Regions from separate parts of the Zea mays genome. Here region 2 is linked to region 1. Evidence: chromatin contacts called from public Hi-C data. All regions are on one chromosome and are shown on one strand. Each heading gives the region's core, a stretch centred on a gene start, on an enhancer-like site or on the middle of the called end of the contact. The rest is flanking DNA. Distances are from core to core; before and after follow the strand shown.

Region 1 (6,008 bases), core at 1,449-3,948:
AGGTAAACAGGTTGTTGCCTCTCATATCGCACAAAGCCATGTATTTGCTTGCTTTATTTAAAAAATTTCATGTAGGTGTCGGTGCCGTGGATGGCCACCCGATCAGACGGTTATCGGGCATTGTGCAGATGGTGGGCTTCCCCTGACTTTCGTGCCATTTCCGAAAGGAACAGGGGAAACCGTGGGACTGAGTCGTTCCACAACTACGGCGGTGATGGTCATGTGCGCTTGGCTAAGCGAATGGTAAGTCACAGTTTGTCGTAACTTTGAATCACATAGAAATGTGTCATTATAACTTTTATGTACAGGAAGTCAAATCCGGCCGTACGCCCACGGATGTGGAGGTGTATATGCAAGGGCATAGGGGTTCTGATCCTCAGAATCCTGATGTGTTATGCACTCAGACGGCCACCGACCGTCTAGTGAGTTGATATTGTTACTCTATTATGTGTGTTGATATTGTTTGCAAGGGCATAGGGGTTATGCACTTATATTTGATATTGTTTGCCTCCAGGCTTCGTATGGGCAGGAGATGGTTCAACGCCATGGGGAGGAGTACGATTGGAGGAGCCAGCCAATCGACCCTCAGGCAGCCTATGCTAGCGCAGGAGGACAAGCCCATGGACGGTGAGATTATTTGATTTGGTTTTCAAAATTGTCATCATATGCTTGCGATTCAACTGAGCCATGAGTTACTATACTAAGTGCATGGTTCACTCTTGTAGGTTGGGTATTTTTGATTCTACGATTGATTCCAGAGAGCTGAGACGCCGTGGACGACAATCCACATCGTCGTCTTCACAGTCGTCCCGTTCACGATCAGCAGCCCATGAGATAGAGCTTGCAGTGTTGCGTCAACAGGCAGAGTACCATCAATCAGTCTTGAGGGAACAATTGGAGTACCAGAGGCAACAATCTGAATACCAGAGACAACAAGCCGAGTACCAGAAGAAGAGGGACGAGTATTATGCAAGCCTCCAGGCCCAAAATCAAGCTCTTCTCTCGGTAAGTTGAAGTAACATTTTGTAGCTTATTTTGCAAAACACTTGATGTGTATCTTGTTTGTTCAACAATGACTTGTATATAATTTGTAGCAACTAGCCCAACAAGCGGGCGTCCCGATGCCGACATATGGGATGCCGCCTCCGGACTTTGCACTGCCAATGCCAATGTTGGCGCCTCCACCTCCGTCTCCGCCTCCGTCACAATTCCCTATGGTATGTACACATATGCGTGTGTGACATGTTCATAAATGTCTTATGTGTTTAAATGAACAACTGAGTGGTTACTATTTCATGTGCTTGTGTTATAGGGATTTCAGACACCACCCGCTTCAGTTGCCGCACCTGGAGATGGGTTTGGTCAGGACGACACAACAAATTCGTGGGTGAACACCATTTTCAACACGCAGAGTCCAGCCGGAGGAGGTGGCTACTCGAACCATCCAGACGATGGATATGATTGATGTGTCGTGATGTTTTTTATGAAACACTTTGCAACACTTGTTTGTGAGACACAATTTCAGTTTGCAACAACCGTCGAACCTATATGTTGATGTTAAATTTGTGAATGTTAATATTTATGTGAGACTATTTGTGATTGTGAATACTTATTAGAATGTGTGTATTTGTGATTGTGAATGTGAATTTGTATATGTGCATGAATCTGTTTTTGTTTTGTAAATGTCAGATTTTTTAAAAAACAGAATTTTGTGTAAATTCTGTAATTTGTTATGTCCGACGGCTTAATGGTAGCCGTCGGACATAACTCTTTTGTTATTTCCGACGGCATTAACTACCGTCGGACATAAGCAATGCTTATCTCCGACGGCCTAGCGGGAGCCGTCGGACTTAATTCAGTGGGACCCACATCCCGACCGGTAAAACGGTTGGGATTTGTTATCTCCGACGGGCATAGGCAGCCGTCGGAGATAACTTATGTCCGACGGCTGCCGTCGGACATAGCACTATTTCCGACGAGTTATCTCCGACGGCTTAAAGCCGTCGGAGATAAGGCTTGACCGTCGGAAATAATCTATTTCCGACGGTTTATTCCTTATGTCCGACGGCTTTGGCCGTCGGACGTTTCTGCGTTTACTGTAGTGCATATAATCTATCTCTCTGTTATAATATAAGATATCAAATATTCCGTCGGTCTCGATCAGGATCCGGACAGTTATAGAGCCTGGTTATCTATGAGGCGCTAGTATACTGTTGAGCTTCATAATCAAACAGGGACCATCGAAATCAATGGCCTGCGATACAATAGCGTGGCTGCTTCCGCTACCAGCTCCAGCGCAATAAATTAACACCAAGAAGAAGTTGGAGGCAGCGGAGGAGGACAAGAAGAGTTGAGCACATTACTCTCACAAGATCCGAAGCCGAACCCAAGGCTAGACCTAGACGGACCGTCAGGCAGGAACGCCCGTGCGATGCCTGCCGTCCAGCGCAGCTACCCCCCACCCCAACCCATGTGGCCATGTCCCGGGCGGCAGGCCCAGGCTCCGTCTGACAAAAAACAAGCCTCGGTGAAGGTAGAGTACCGAGCCTACCTACCCAACCCCAGTCGCGCGACGAAGACAGCCGAGTCCTCTCCTCTGCTCAGCCAGTGGTGCTCGCCCTAGTAGTGTAGTACGTGGCTATTTTACCCACCCCACTCGCCGTGAATACCCTCTCCACCAACACCGAGAGGCACTACCGCAGCAGCGCGGGAGCAGGCCCGGCAGGCATGGGCGTGCTTCGGAGCACGCAGAGCCTTGAGGCGGAGGTGGACGAGCTGCGCGCCGCGCTCCTGGCGGGCGGGTGGCGCCGCTCGGCGGGCCACGCGGACGCTAAGCGCGCTCCCCGGGGTGACGCCGGAGGGGCCGCGGCGCGCGCCGTGTGCGTAACTGGCGGCATCTCCTTCGTCGGGTTCGCCGTCGTCGACCGCCTCCTCCGGCACGGGTACACCGTCCGCCTCGCGCTGGAGACGCAAGGTACCAGCCGTCCCGTCCGTCCTCCCCCACACCAACCTACCCGGCTGCTTCTCTCGCTCGCTCTGAAGCTCTCGCGCGCGCCCCTCGGCCCGGCCCGGCCCCGGTGGCAGGGACGGGGTATACGTGAAAAAAAAAATCCTCGTCCATCTCAGCCCAGAAAGCGATCGCTCTCGTCTGATTGGATGCGAATCGTCCACGACCAGTCGACCGCAAGCGCGGTCACCGGATCAAACAAAGTATGGGTAAGCACGAAGCGGACATGCTCGTTCACGCGGCACCATGCGTCCATGTCCCAACGCCTCGACTTCTCACGTGTTTAGGCAAGCCTGCCTACAAACAGGAAGGAAAAGTATTGGGGTCCCGCTTGTCTCGTTATTACTGTTAGCCCGTTTGTTCTTATCATTCTCTCGCGTTGGGCAAAGGCCGCCGGCCAGGTTTTCATCTGGCTCGTCTCTTCATTCTTTCCCTCGATGATGAGTTGCCTTGCTGACAATGGCCTCTTGCTCCGTTTCAGACGAAGGCTAATAGAACAGAGCCTACCTTTTTCTCTCTTTCCCTTTTATCATTTGTTTGCTAAAAGATTGGATGGTACTCTATTTTGTTTGTTTGTTTTGTGATCAACGCACCCGCTGAAACGACCGAGAGAAACACGAGTACACGACGAAGGACGAAACGAACTTATGATCAACCTAACTTGCACGGCAAAGACGGGAAGCACACGTCCGTCCCCGCCAGAACTTGCGCTTTGACTTTGTAATAAAACTGGTCGTCGTCCTCTAGTGCCAAACATGTAGATGAACAGAGTACTCCAAGTGGTACCGTGGTGAGCCAGTGGCGAGGGTCTAGCTAAGGTTTCTGAAACCTCCCCACCACAGCCTACAACTTTGCTATCGCACGTCGTGGGCTGACAGTGACTCTGTTCTGCCGTGTCGTCCGTCACTAGCGAATCCCCCCGGTCACTCCCAGGTTTCGAGCGTTTCGGTTTATTTGATCTCTAAGTACGTGTCTTGGCGTGCAGAGGACATGGACAAGCTGCGGGAGATGGAGATGTTCGGCGAGGACGGCCGGGATGGGGGGGTGTCGACGGTGATGGCGAACGTGATGGACCCGGACGGCCTGCGCCGCGCCTTCGACGGGTGCGCCGGCGTGTTCCACACCTCCGCCTTCGTCGACCCCGGGGGCATGTCCGGCTACACGGTGAGGACGACAACAAACTTTCGTTCTTACTGGGAGCGTTTCCTTTTTCCTATGAATTCTAGCCTCATACCTCTCACGTCGACACTAGGACTAGACATGTCACGTGGCGTCAATAGGTTCGGGCTGTGTTGGGGACATGCATGGTAGCATGTGTAATAGAACCTGGATTGCAGGATAGTCTGATAAGGAGACATGATCCATGAAATCTGCTGCTCAACCGTTGGCTTGTCAGGCTGTTGTTGTTGATGTTCAGTCGTTAAACCTACCGCGAGTAAGACATTGTCCTTTCTTTCTTTACTCACTGCTTGAAGAAAGAATACAATCTATAGCATGGGGGGCAGGCTACGTATCTTTAATTTAGTTGAACTTTAAGGAGTCGGTATCTTTTTTTTATCATACTAAACAAGTCACTAGATTATCTGTAGAATATATATATTCCTGTAGCATATCTATTTAGAATAATAGATAGATGTATATTATTTTCTGTGAATTAGACAAAGTGTAAAATTGCATTTACTGGAAGCCTGAAGAGGGTGGATCCGATACACCTTAAGCTAAGGCAATGTTTGTATCCACCTATCTAATAGTTAATCCCTTCATCCTAATTTGCAAAATTGTTTTGACTTTTTGAGATATATGACTTTTACCTTGTATCTAGATATAGATGTAGTGTATTTATAAATGTCAAAACGATACCCTATTTTTTAAAGTGGAGGGAGCGGTTGCTAAATTTTTTTGCTATGACAAAGTCAAACTAATAGTCCGCATCGAGCAACCATCTCACTAGATGTCGCTTAACCCAGCTAAGGGCTTGTTCGGTTAGCTCTCAATCCATGTGGATTGAGTGGGATTGGATGAGTTTGAATTCCAAACAAGTCAAACTTCTTCTCATTTTTTCCAATCTCATCCAATTCATGTATATTGGGAATAACCGAACAAGCCCTAATAGATCGCGAAAAGACGCTTCGACCGTCCTGTACACATCTAGCTACATGCTCTAAAATGTGAAGGGTGTTGTAGATAAAATCATCAATCCGCCCACCTTAGGTCTTGGATCCAAGCAACAACCATAGGTAGCAAACAATATTTTAGCTAGTTTATGTTAACTACTACTGTATGGACTATTAGTTGCTGCTGGATCCAAATGAGAGGTTTCGATATCCGGGTTTCAATATGGATCGGATGATGCCTCACACAATCCGGCACACGATTCCTATGTCTTCTGAAGAAATTTCTCTGTACGGGGAAGGCAAGGAAATAAAAGGAATTAAGAAAAAACTGAAGAAAAGTGAAGAGAGACAATTGAAATGAAGAATTCATAGTGATATCAGAATATGGAAGTCATACGAATTGAGGATAAGCTGTGTGGAGCATGCTGATTATTGAGTCCCAAATATTGAAACCTCTCATAATCTAGGTTGTCTCCAGTAGATCATGCATATGGTCATAAAAACACTGTTTTATATTACTGACTGTATTGTTTACATAGTGAAATTTAAAATACAAGATATGATAGACGATAGAATAGGTAAGTTGCTGGAGACAGTCGGTCCAAGATGGGCTACTTCTGCCACACCCGTGGCCTTATTTGGATATTTTAATTGTTGCATGCTGATTTAGCAGACTGCTGGCTATCCTTTCTCTTGCTAATAGATACTAATGGAACCATAGATTAAAAGATTGGGCCTTTAACACTACATGTTTGGATCGATCATATATATTTAATATAGTAGCTATTATGTTATCTTTAACATATTGTGCATATGGTCGTGCAAAACACTGCTTTGTATTATAAATTGAAGTTTGAAATAAGAGACGAGATACAAGGGTTACCAGA
Region 2 (5,997 bases), core at 2,199-4,698, 190 kb before region 1:
GAACGACTTCTTTTTTGACTTCGTTATTTTATGCTCGGGTAACTCAAGCCTTGTCTTTTCTCATATCCTTGAGAGCCTTTAATCTTATGTTTGTCGCCTCATCAGTATTTTTCATCATTAAGTCATAATATATAACAATAGCTAATTTATTTTTAGCAAGCCTATATGCATCCAAATTCACCTTGACGGGTATCACATTCTCTTGCTCGTATACTAGTTAAAAAGGAGTAACTTTAGTAGCATTTGTCTAGATACATGATATGCACATAGAGCTTCAGACAAAACATCATACCACTGCCTCGGATTATTCTTAATCCTTTTGATAAGCTTGGTCAAAGTCTTATTACTAGAATTAACTTGGCCATTAGCTTGAGCATAGTATGAAGATAAATTGAGTAATCTGATCTTATATAATTCAACAAAATTTTGCACTTATTTTGTAATACATGATGTCCCTAGTTAATGTTTAAGGGGTGTTGAACCTATGTATGATATATTTTGTAATGAACTCAATTATTTTCTTATGTGTCATATTCTTCAAGGGGAACAATTTCAATTGATTTAGTGAAGTAATCTATAGCCACCAATACAAAGTTGTAACCCCCTAAATTTTGGGGTATAAAAATTTCTTTGCTCACTCAAAATTTAGGTGTTACTCACTCTTTTCCTTGCTTTTCTTTTCTTTTTTATAAAATAATGGAGAGTTATTTTGTTATATGTTGGTGTAAGCCTAGTGAAGTGAGCCCTAGAGGTGCTTTAATTGTTGCATCCATGTCGTTGTATAGTGTTTCTAAGTGCTAAAGGTGTTTGAAACATGTTAATATACCATGTAGAAGCTTTCCGTAAATATTGGAATATTTTTCTATTTTCCGAGAATATTGGAATATACCATCTATTTATTTGAGGTACTTAAAAACATTTTCAAAAGCTCCAAATATGTTTTTTTGAGTTCATTGGATCCCAAAACATTCCTAGGAATTTTCCTGGAATATTTGGAAGGTTCTACAATATTTTGAGAATTAAAACGAATTTTGCATTTTCTAGAACTAATAAACGCTAAAATCCGAATTTGACCCGAATTTCGTTTCGTCCAAACCCTAGGAATATATGTGGCTGGAACTCTCTCGCTGAGCCCTTTCCAAATATCAAAACAGTTTCTCTGGATTCGATCCACAACTCCCGGAATTGCTCGCCGAAGTTCGTGGCGGTTCTAACTCCGGCGATCAATTACTTTCAATACGTGTGTCGTTGGCAAAATCCGAGAGGACCGCTGCGTTCGTCTCATCGAGGGCGTCGTTTTGGTGCTTTCGGTTCGTCGTCAATCAACGGATTTCTCCTCAGCTCCAGCGATGGTCTTCTTCTGTGGTGAGCAACCAACATGATTTGGGATCCTTGTGCTTCATTTTCTTCACTGTTTTGTGGCAGCCCCTCCCCGGCCGACCCCTCCCCTGCGTCGCCCACCCCCTTTCTCTCCCCTCTCCCCTCCCCTGCCTACGGCGCGGCGGGCGACCGTTCGACCCTAGCCGTGCCCCCCTCCTCCGCATGAGCCTTGGGCGCGGGCAACTTACCTGTCGTGCGCTGCAAGCCCCTCTCGAGCCAAGCCAGTCGAGCGCCTGCCCCTCCCCCCCTGCCCGCCCGAACCGCCCCCTCCTCTATGACTTTTCGTCTCTCCAAACCTACTCCCATAACCCTAGCAGCCGCCACCGGAGCTGCACGCCCGCCGGAGCTATGCCCCACCCTTCGCTAGAAGCTGCACAGTTAATGTACTGGTGGATATGTTTGGACAAACAAGGATAAAAAAGGAAATCTGAAATAGCGTATTTCAGAGTTGAATAGAAGTTGAATGGCATATGTGCAAGTTTAAGAAGTTTAGTGACACGTATCAAAACGTAGAAAATTGTAATGACACAAATATAATTAACCCTTCTTCTTTAGCCTGTGTGCTGTTTGCCGGGCCATAGTCTGTAATAAAGTACTTTAAGGGCTTGTTCGGTTATTGATATTACATGTGTATTGGAGTGTATTGGGTGGGATTGGGGTGGATTTTGACTTGTTATGGATTTAAACCGGCTCAATCCCACCCAATACATGTAGATTATCACCAAAACGAACAAGCCCTAAATGTGTAAACATGCTCTGCAGCCTATGTGGGCTTGTGTTGTTTGTTTGGTTGAAGGTTGGGGGATGTAGTTGTTTTTAGGTGGTTGTGTTTCTGAACCTAAAGAACTTTGTAGTTTTGGGATAACAATATGAAATCTTCCACCATTCACTTTTACCATTATCTAAAAAAACATTTTATGTTACAGGTACACCGGTAGTACAGCAAGAGTGTAAAAGTTAACTACACAGGACTTTGCCTACAACTCTTTGTTCGAAAGAGCTAATGCAGACTGCAGAAGAGAAACAAGTTTCGGCTGTAGGGTGGAGATTGTGTGCCTTACACAAACTTCACCGTCAGTGAGAGCAGCATCGCTCCCTCCCACCTCATCAAGTTGGGCAACCTGGCCTTGAAGGAAGCATCGCACACTGGTCTCGGTGATATCCATCAGGCCCAGAGATGGATGTGTGTGCATCCATCTCGAGATGACGAACCCAGCCAGAAGATACTGCCCTCCGAGGACCAGTTCAGATACAAAACATGGAAACAGAACTCTAGCGAACAGTAAAGATCTGTTGATCTTAGATGTTGCTTCGTTCCATTGTACGAGGAGATCAGTCTGGAATGACCTTGCAAGGTGCCCGACAAGATGGCATATGTAAGAGAAAAATTTAGAGTATGCCTCTTCTGTGATGATCTTCTGCATAGTTCCAGAGGAAAGAACCAAGGCAAGGAGCTCCTGATCATCAGCATTTGATGAGGTGGACACGATTCCTTCCCTCATTTTCACCTCCACCATCTGCAGGCACTGCAGTCTCAGAGATTCATATGGGAGTAGCAACACAGTTTTAAGGGCCATGAAGCAGTCCAGAGCAGATACAAGTTCAACCAAGCTGTGTGCTTCTTCTTCCTCTAGGAACACGCTGTGTTTCAAAGATGCTCGGTCTAGAAGTTCAAGTACCTTGTGCAGCTCACCAAGTTCAACACGTTTTCTGATAATCTCCATCCAGCAACTGTGGAGGGGATGCACAGATAACAACACACCCTCTTGTTTATTCTTTGGACTCTCCAACTCTTCCGGTAGCGCCTCCCAGCCATCATCCCATCCATCACTCCAGTCACTTGTTTCTTTTGGTGATTCATGAGGTGCAACATGCTCTTCTTTGGGGGAGAACAATTGCTCCCACTCTTCTAGCACTGCTTCAAAAACAGCAACGCTCACACCAGAAGCACGTTCTGACAATTTTAAAAAACAAGATACTGCAGAGTCAAGAGTTGCTAGGTTTTCTGGAGTGATATTAGCGTCAGGCAGAACTGCAGCGACCATCTGAGTAGATCTAAGTGCGACAAGAGTCCCTGTGATGCTGCTAGAGGAGTTGATACTCTCATCAGCTATGGCAGCACCCGCTCCATGCTCATACCATGATTCCCATGGCTCAACCTGACACACCATTTCATTTGGAAGAGATTTAAGGTTTCTTCCTGTGATACATTGCATCAGCTGTAGTGCATAGACTCGTAATTGGCTCTCTAGCTGCATGTCTTCCGAATAGCGGATTAACTTCCCCCAAACACCAGATCTGACCATTTCTAGAGCACCAGCATGTTTTCCCGTTGACCGGCTCAAAGATGACAGCAAATTATGAAGCAATATTCGATATTCGCAAGATTCCTCACTCAAATCCGACAAACACTTTTCTGTAGCAGCATTATAAAGTTCTAAGAGGTCCAAATAATTGCTTGGATCTGCATTCTCACTCCCTAACTGTCCTTGTCCTCCAAAGTATACTTCAACTACAGATTCAAAACTGCAGCCTGATAGAATCATAGCTCGACAAAAGCATGGTGTTTCCATCATCTTTCCATTTCTAAGGCAATCTTTTACATACATGGAAATGGCATCCCAACCTTGGTGCAGTGCTATCTCATCAATTATTAATAGCTGCCTGAAAGCTCTCATGCACAGAGATAACCTATTTGAATTTAAGTAGTCTGTTCTTCCATATGAGCAAGCATCAATTGAATCCCCCGGTATGTCATCAACAACTTTAGACCAAAATTCTAGTAGCGTGGCAAGAGGTTTCCTCCATGAAGGTTCCTGTGGATGGCTTCGTGCTAAGTTAGATGGAAAGCAAAGGGTGCAATACCTTCTTACAATATATGAAATATCTGTGGCTGGAAGAGCTTGGATGTACTCCCTGCAACTATCATAGTTCAACTCAAATTCGCATAGGGAAGCCTGCAACTTTTCATAATCTGTGTTGTTCGATTGTGCTTCACTGCGGCCTTCAAGTGATGCCAGCAACCCCAGAACATAGTGCTTGTAAACACCTTGTTGTGATATGAGTCCCTTGGCCAGTACATCAACATACATACTCACAAGAGACTGTACCATATCGGCTATAGCAGTGACGGTGGAGGCATGGATATTCTTGCATACTTCGTCATTGAAATGCTCAAAGTTCAGATTATCCAGTCCAGCAATGTTTTTAAAGTTCAAGCCATCAATGAAGCAGACTTTCTTGCACTCTTCCTCAAGTACCTTATAGTACTGAAATGGTTCAAGCTTATGGGTATGCACATGCACTGGGTATCTCAATTCTATCTCATTGGTCCTCTTCAGATATGAATGACATGCTGAAAGAATGCCGTAAATGTAAGAAAGACGTTGTTTATTATACCCATCTATCTCCAGATAGACATCTGAATATATCATATCGATCACACCCTTAGCTGAGCTGACAATATCCTCCCGGAATTCAGAAATTTCGTTCAGAATATCATTGTTATCCCAGTATTCAGACACAAGACTGCAGGCGAGAAATCGTAAAAGCACCTAAAAATCCAAGCAACCATATGAGATTGTAAAACATCATGAGACAAAACTGCAGGTGAGAAATTTACATATAAAAAAACTCGACCTGCGGGGGTAAGACCGCTTCCACGGCATTATATTAAGAAAAAGACCTTCTAACGCAGGTCACTAAACCCCCCGAACCCTTGCCCCACCCATACACAGCGGAACCGTAGCCCATGTGAGAACAACCGCGACCGGGGCGAGACCTTAGACCTGTGCTTTGGTGTGGGATAGACGAGGTGATTTTGTAACCACAGCCTGAAATTCGCTCCCACGGGGAGTCGAACCCACGACCTGAGGAGTGCTAATCAGACCACCTAACCAACTCAAGTAGAGGCCCTTTCGCTAGAAATTTACATATAAAGAAAACAAAAATATAAGCTCAGATGTGTGAGAGAGACCTCAGTTCGTTGCAACCCATATGCCTCAGCTATCCGCACTGCTTCCTTGAGTATGTGTTTTTTCTCCATCTTTACAGAATTAACAAAGGAGTAAACTACTATTTTGATATAATTAACATCACCAGACAAGAATCGAGATGTGTCTATATCAGGTAATATCTGCTTGAGCATCCGCGCTTGATCAGCCAGTTGTTTATCCTCTTCTAACTTTGATTTCCATTCTCTCCAGAAGGTTGTATTTGCCATATCAACCTGGTCTAAATCATCTGTCAAAGTTGGTAGAAACAAAATGAATATGGTATGTATTAGCACAAAAACAATTCAAATAAAACTCAGCAGAAGATTGAGCTCAGCAGAATATTCAATAGTAAAATAGTGACCATATTGATGACTTGTTGATTTTAGTACACCTACCGGTATCGGCTGAGGTGAACTTCTCATGAAATTTGTGAAGCAACAGGTTTCTCCTCTGTTCAGGAGTGGAGCACTCTTTCTTAGAATTATTGAGGGAACTATATAACATTCCTACACTCATTATGCTGCTAATTTCTTGATAAGATTCTCGTCTTTTTAGCTCTTCCTCTATTATTTTCACTCCATTGAAAGGGTCCATGAGATTCAAAAGAACCGAGCAGCCAAGT

The links. Hi-C and Micro-C count contacts between places; a contact is called where the count stands out from the background.
Region 2: a Hi-C map of endosperm shows a contact between it and region 1, with 4 times the contacts expected there. The contact joins the enhancer-like site here to the promoter of LOC103636116 in region 1. A contact is called at or near these places in 15 of 25 Hi-C or Micro-C datasets (ear, endosperm, leaf and 5 more) and 2 of 3 datasets of contacts at active chromatin or transcription factors (leaf and seedling).

What each region holds. Positions count from the first base shown.
Region 1 is chr8:150,017,092-150,023,099 of Zm-B73-REFERENCE-NAM-5.0, reverse strand. It overlaps LOC103636116 (cinnamoyl-CoA reductase 1), which reads left to right and starts at 2,698. Exons shown (of 5, transcript NM_001301557.1): 1 at 2,698-2,974; 2 at 3,993-4,171. The coding sequence starts at 2,728.
Region 2 is chr8:150,208,497-150,214,493 of Zm-B73-REFERENCE-NAM-5.0, reverse strand. LOC100193870 (MAG2-interacting protein 2) reads right to left here. Exons shown (of 11, transcript NM_001359312.1): 9 at 5,771-5,997; 10 at 5,357-5,622; 11 at 2,258-4,934. The coding sequence ends at 2,358. Among protein-coding and RNA genes, the nearest start is that of LOC100193870, 14 kb to the right of the region's middle. Within about 2 kb of position 3,448, at least 2 of the 20 cell types and tissues checked have an H3K27ac peak or open chromatin away from gene starts, as enhancers often do. A contact at or near this core is called in endosperm and root tip, where this site is marked.